Linked DNA regions of Ovis aries: region 1 is linked to region 2. The links are chromatin contacts, called in public Hi-C maps. All regions are on one chromosome and are shown on one strand. Each heading gives the region's core, a stretch centred on a gene start, on an enhancer-like site or on the middle of the called end of the contact. The rest is flanking DNA. Distances are from core to core; before and after follow the strand shown. Region 1 overlaps ATG10 (autophagy related 10). Region 2 overlaps ATG10 (autophagy related 10).

Region 1 (2,700 bases), core at 123-2,622, 52 kb after region 2:
AGAAAGAATATCAAGACTTTAGAGTGAATGATATCATCTCAGCCCTAAGTCTGATCTGCAGATTCTTGGCCTCCTGCCCAGCGTTGACTAAGCCCCCTGGCCCTTTTTCTTTTCTTTACTTTAAACAAGTAGGAACAACTTAAAGCTACAATGTTTATTTACTTCTAACTTTACAGTGAAAATTTCTTTCAATCTCAAATGATCCCATTAACTCAAAAGTCCCCATGCCTCCTTCCCCAACACTAATTATTATTTTAGGAACTGTTTATCAGTCCATTTAAGCTATGTTTAAAAATAGCACTAACATTTCCTTCGGCCATCTATACATCTCCAGTGCCTCAGCTTCCTGCAGTGTTACTCAACTCATCCCCCTTGCCAAGAAGGTGGAACACCCTGTCTCCTCTGAGGTCTTGGCTAATAAAGCTTATTTAATCAGCGGCCACATGAAGTCCTCACCCTGCAGCACAGCCAGGGCTCCCCGCTTCACGTCCTCTGACTAAACCAGGTCAGCGTTTTGAGGCCTCTCCACCCTGGGCTCAGAAGTCAAGAGGAACCACCTCCCCAGCCCACCCCTACCCCATTTCTCTTTTTCTCTCTGGACTTATCAGCAGCATTTTGCATTTTGGACAGCCTTCTAACCTTTTCTGGATAGCTAAGACATCTGAATTTAGCCAGTGATATTTTATTTTTAATTAAAAAGTAGCTTAAGCTGCTTTGAATGTGTATTTGGTAGATTTAATCACTTGCTGCCTTATATTGTTTAATGGTCTCTAATTTTGCAGTGTTGGCGGTTTAACAAGCACTTAGGATTTAAAACACAAGAACAAATTCTCATAGACTCCCTGGTGAGAAGATTTTAATCTGAGGTGCAGCTCCTAAGAACTGACAATTTGGGGTAAATTTTCAACATGGGACATGGGGAATTAAGGACACTGAGTTTACTAATTCACAAACTCTTGCTGCAGATTAATCCATATGATTATTATAGGCCTTTAAAATACTCACTTTATTGTGATTCTACTTGGTTTGGAGCCCAGAGGTTAAAGGAAGCTTCTTGTCAGTGAGCTGTGTTATACTGAAAAATAGAAGGGGTTACATTTATTTACTGGAGGGGAGAAAAATGTCCTTCTCGGTTTTGGTTTGCAAGGACTCTACCCAGTAGCTTCTGGATTCATGTCGAGGCTGCAGGTAAAGGAAACAGGATACCATTTCTTCAATACTGTACTTTCATGTAATTAGTATTCACCATAAGCAGTTAATCACCAGAGAAGAGCTCCCAGAGACAAAACAAGTTGTTTAGCTTGTCAGCGTTAGGGAATCGGAGGTGTTGAAACATGACTGCTTCTAGCTGGAAGTGGGTCTTGCTGAGGCTGGTGGATGAGCTCATACGTGTGCTTTGCTCTTATGTGCCAACAGCTCCCCTTACAGTACAGCACAGTAATTGTTCCTGCAAGTTCAATTATATTTTAATGAAATTTGTATACTTTCTACGCTCTTTTCTTCATGGTGGTTTTCTGTTTCTTAAAAAAAACACACAAAATAACTAGCCTTTTTTGATTCTATTTATATATTTTAAGATGCTCTTTGTTTATGCTTTTATAAAGGAAACACAAACAAGTCATTTACTTTGTGTCGAAGCATTTCTTATTCTTCACCCTCCCCATTCTGTGTTGTATAGAATTAGCGTTAGGAATTTTTAAATTCTGGAATTCACTTAGTGATTTTTCAGGTGCATTAGAATATCAGATTTAATATTTGCAAAGCATACTGAGTGTTTTCTTGTGGAGAAACATGAAGAATGGTTCTTTCCTTTATCAGAGTCTGATAATTTCTTTTCCTTTCTCTACCTAACTTAACCTAACAGGTGTTCTGAAAATGTATTATCCTTTACTCTGGAGTCATAATTTTTCCTTTTTTCCCCTCAGTCCATTCCCTGTTCATATGTTATGTGGTTACTCTGGCCTTTCATCTGTTAAACAAATCTCTGTTAGTGTGGTGAATTGAATTCCTAACATCTTCTTCTTATTCCAGGTCCAGATTTTTCTTTGTCTCATTCTAAGAGAATTCCGACCTAGAAACAGGATGGCTATAAAATTTCTTGCTCAGGGGTCTTTTTTTGTTATTGTTGCTTCAAAAATAGTTCACTCAGCCTTGTTTTTGACAGGTATTTAGAATTTTTTTTTTTTTTTTTTTTTTGCATTTGAGTCTTAGTAAAAATTAGTTTCTCTGCTTTGCTCTGAATTTTATTCTAGTACCTTTTTTTTTTAGGTAAAGCAAGTAGTAAGTAATTCCTATTTAAATTGATATTACCTTTTCTTTTATCAACTAGCTTAGATGTAAGAGGAAATCTTTATTCTGTTTCTTAAAGTACAACTACATTGGACTGTGATCACCTCTTACTCCTTGATATGTCCAGTGTCTGCCAGGCCAACTATTGCCCAAGACTCAGCTAACATGCCATTTGTTGTTATCACCCCTGTGTCATATTATATCACATTATATCATATATCACATGTTGCATGATATCAGAAAATTATTTGTTTACTTGTTCCCTATAAAATGATAATCTAGAAGGGAGGAGGTTAAGGTAAAAAGAGAGAGAAAGGCAATTAATAGTGAGTACTTCAGCCTACAGAGTGATAAGCTTTACTCATAGATGTGTGTGGGTGTGTAATACTTATATTACATATATATTCTTTG
Region 2 (2,700 bases), core at 70-2,569:
CTTATCTTGATAAAGAATCATTGGAAATATCATTGAGAGGTTGATATTTGAATTGGACCTTGAAGGAGAGGTTTTCTAAAATGGAGATTCTAGATTGGAGAGAAGAGCAACAATGCAGGATGTATTTGGGAAAAAGAAAGTATAGGGATGGCTTGATAGAAATGGTGAATAGAGGGAATGTACTGGGAAATGAGATCAGAAAGCTAAGGTGGAGTCAGATATGAAGCACCTTGAAATCCATGCTTAGGGGTTTTGGTTTTATTCTTTTGGCACAGGAGAGCAAATTGCAGGCCATTAGAAGGAAACAACTGATGTTTTTCATTCAGGGTAAAAGGTTACCTGGAGAACTGAGAGAATAAAACTGGACCTTTATGTACTTTTGTTCATGAGGGGACTATTCTATAATAGTAATATCTTTTATTTATATTTTAGATATATACATCATGCATGTGTTTACAGATACCTATGTATATGTTTGTATATATATTTTTGCACACATACAATTTATACAATAATACTGTTCCTAAATCATATATGTATTTGTATTTTGTATCCTTTAGAAGTATTCAAATTCAATTCAAATACTTTTAAACCTATAAACTTTGTTTATACTAGAGTGGAAGTTGCTCAGTTGTGTCCGACTCTTTGTGACCCCCATGGACTGTCTATGGAATTCTCCAGGCCAGAATACTGGAATAGGTAGCCTTTCCCTTCTCCGGGGGATCTTCCCAACCCAGGGATCAAATCTAGGTCTCCCACATTGCAGGCGGATTCTTTACCGTCTGAGCCACAAGGGAAGCCTTTAGAAGTATCTTGAGATTTAAAGATTTGTACTAAAAATATATTAGGTAATGTGCACCAGATCTCATAGCAAATTCGGAACAAAGCTGGTGTCCAAAAGAATGCCCAGGTTTTCAGTCTCTGTGACCAGAAAGTTGAACAAGCTGCCATTACCCTCACTGGAGATGTAAAGGGTGACAGAGGCTGGAGTGGAGGTGGAGGGTGGCGTTTATTCGGTGCTGTCAGATCAGACTGGAAATGCTGGAGGACATCCATCCTTATAAAGATGTCTAGCGCATACTTCCAGTTTTAGGTTTGGAGCTCAGAAGAGAAGCCAGAGCTAGAGTTTGGGAGTGAATGAGATAAATCAGGGCAATTAGACTGAGAAGAGGAGAGAAGTGAGAACGAAACCTTGGGGGATGCCTACGTGTAGGAAGGTAAAGAAAGGAAGAAGTGTGGGAAGGAGCCTGTACAGACACTGACAGAGCTGCGAGCAGGCAGGAAAATGCCCCACTTGTTACTCAACAATATGTCCACTGCTGCTGAGCGCAGAACACTGAAGCCACTGTCCAGCGTGTAGAGGACCTGAGCAGAGTCAGCTGCTGCAGGGCATAGTTTAGGATGGGGACTGAAGGGAGGATCATTGGGTTTGTTTATTCAGGAGATCAGACTTCCTGAATAGTTCCTTTAGTTGTGTACTAAAATACAAAGTAGACTTCCACCTCACAGCTCTGTTTATGCAAAGTTAAAAGATCCCAGAGGACTACCACCTGGCTCAAAATTTATGAGCTATGTTTGATATCCATGTATGTTGTTTATGGGTCAAACTCACTTGTGTAGTTTTCAAAAGATGTATAGTGCCTTTGTAACCGTGATGATTTATCTTTATTTTATGACTACTTTGTACTTGATTTTTTTGTAACATTAAAATATCACTATTATCTTTGTGTAAGTTCATTAAAATTAAAATACAAAGAAGAAATTTAAAAAATTTTTCCTTAAATAACAACCATAATACATTAAATAACCAGAAATAGAACAAACTTCTCTTTGTGCATCCTCCTCTCTCCCTTCTTTCTTTTTTTCCTATTCTTTGTTGATCAGAGTGTGCCTATTATTTTGAATAAAAAGGATTAAATTCACTTTTACTTAAATTTATGAAAAGGGAAAGACACTTAAGGTACCTAAAAGAATTGTAGAGCTTCCAAATAAGAACTTCTTGACTACAGGATATAGTATAAGTGTATGGTTTGAAAGATCTGTTTACAGTTAAGAACTGAGATAACGAAAAACATAATGAGGTTAGAGTTGCTGTTTTACCATACATGTTTCTCTTGAGACCTTATAGATTGTTTCAGAAAGATGCACGTGCATGTTCTACCTTCTTGTCCCACCCCAATTTTTGTTTGTTACATTAGTTGTACTTGTTTAAGTTTTATAACATTTACATTGTTATATACATGTTAAACTAAGGCCTATAATCACTGCAGCCATGAAATTAAAAGATGCTTACTCCTTGGAAGAAAAGTTATGACCAACCTAGATAGCATATTCAAAAGCAGAGACATTACTTTGCCAACAAAGGTCCATCTGGTCAAGGCTATAGTTTTCCAGTGGTCATGTATGGATGTGAGAGTTGGACTGTGAAGAAAGCTGAGCGCCGAAGAATTGATGCCTTGGACTGCAGGGAGATCCAACCAGTCCATTCTGAAGGAGATCAGCCTTGGGATTTCTTTGGAAGGATGGATGCTAAAGCCGAAATTCCAGTACCTTGACCACCTCATGCGAAGAGTTGACTCATTGGAAAAGACTCTGATGTTGGGAGGGATTGGGGGCAGGAGGAGAAGGGGATGACTGAGGATGAGATGGCTGCATGGCATCACTGACTTGATGGATGTGAGTCTGAGTGAACTCCGGGAG

The links. Hi-C and Micro-C count contacts between places; a contact is called where the count stands out from the background.
Region 1: a Hi-C map of hypothalamus shows a contact between it and region 2, with 2.5 times the contacts expected there. The contact joins two enhancer-like sites. A contact is called at or near these places in 4 of 16 Hi-C or Micro-C datasets (hypothalamus, liver, skin fibroblasts and 1 more).

Annotation. Positions count from the first base shown.
Region 1 is chr5:79,671,734-79,674,433 of ARS-UI_Ramb_v3.0, forward strand. All of the region lies in intron 4 of ATG10 (autophagy related 10), which reads left to right. Among named protein-coding and RNA genes, the nearest start is that of TRNAC-GCA, 79 kb to the left of the region's middle. Within about 2 kb of position 1,373, at least 39 of the 54 cell types and tissues checked have an H3K27ac peak or open chromatin away from gene starts, as enhancers often do. A contact at or near this core is called in hypothalamus, where this site is marked.
Region 2 is chr5:79,619,397-79,622,096 of ARS-UI_Ramb_v3.0, forward strand. The region is part of intron 3 of ATG10 (autophagy related 10); the gene reads left to right. Among named protein-coding and RNA genes, the nearest start is that of TRNAC-GCA, 27 kb to the left of the region's middle. Within about 2 kb of position 1,320, at least 9 of the 54 cell types and tissues checked have an H3K27ac peak or open chromatin away from gene starts, as enhancers often do. A contact at or near this core is called in hypothalamus, where this site is marked.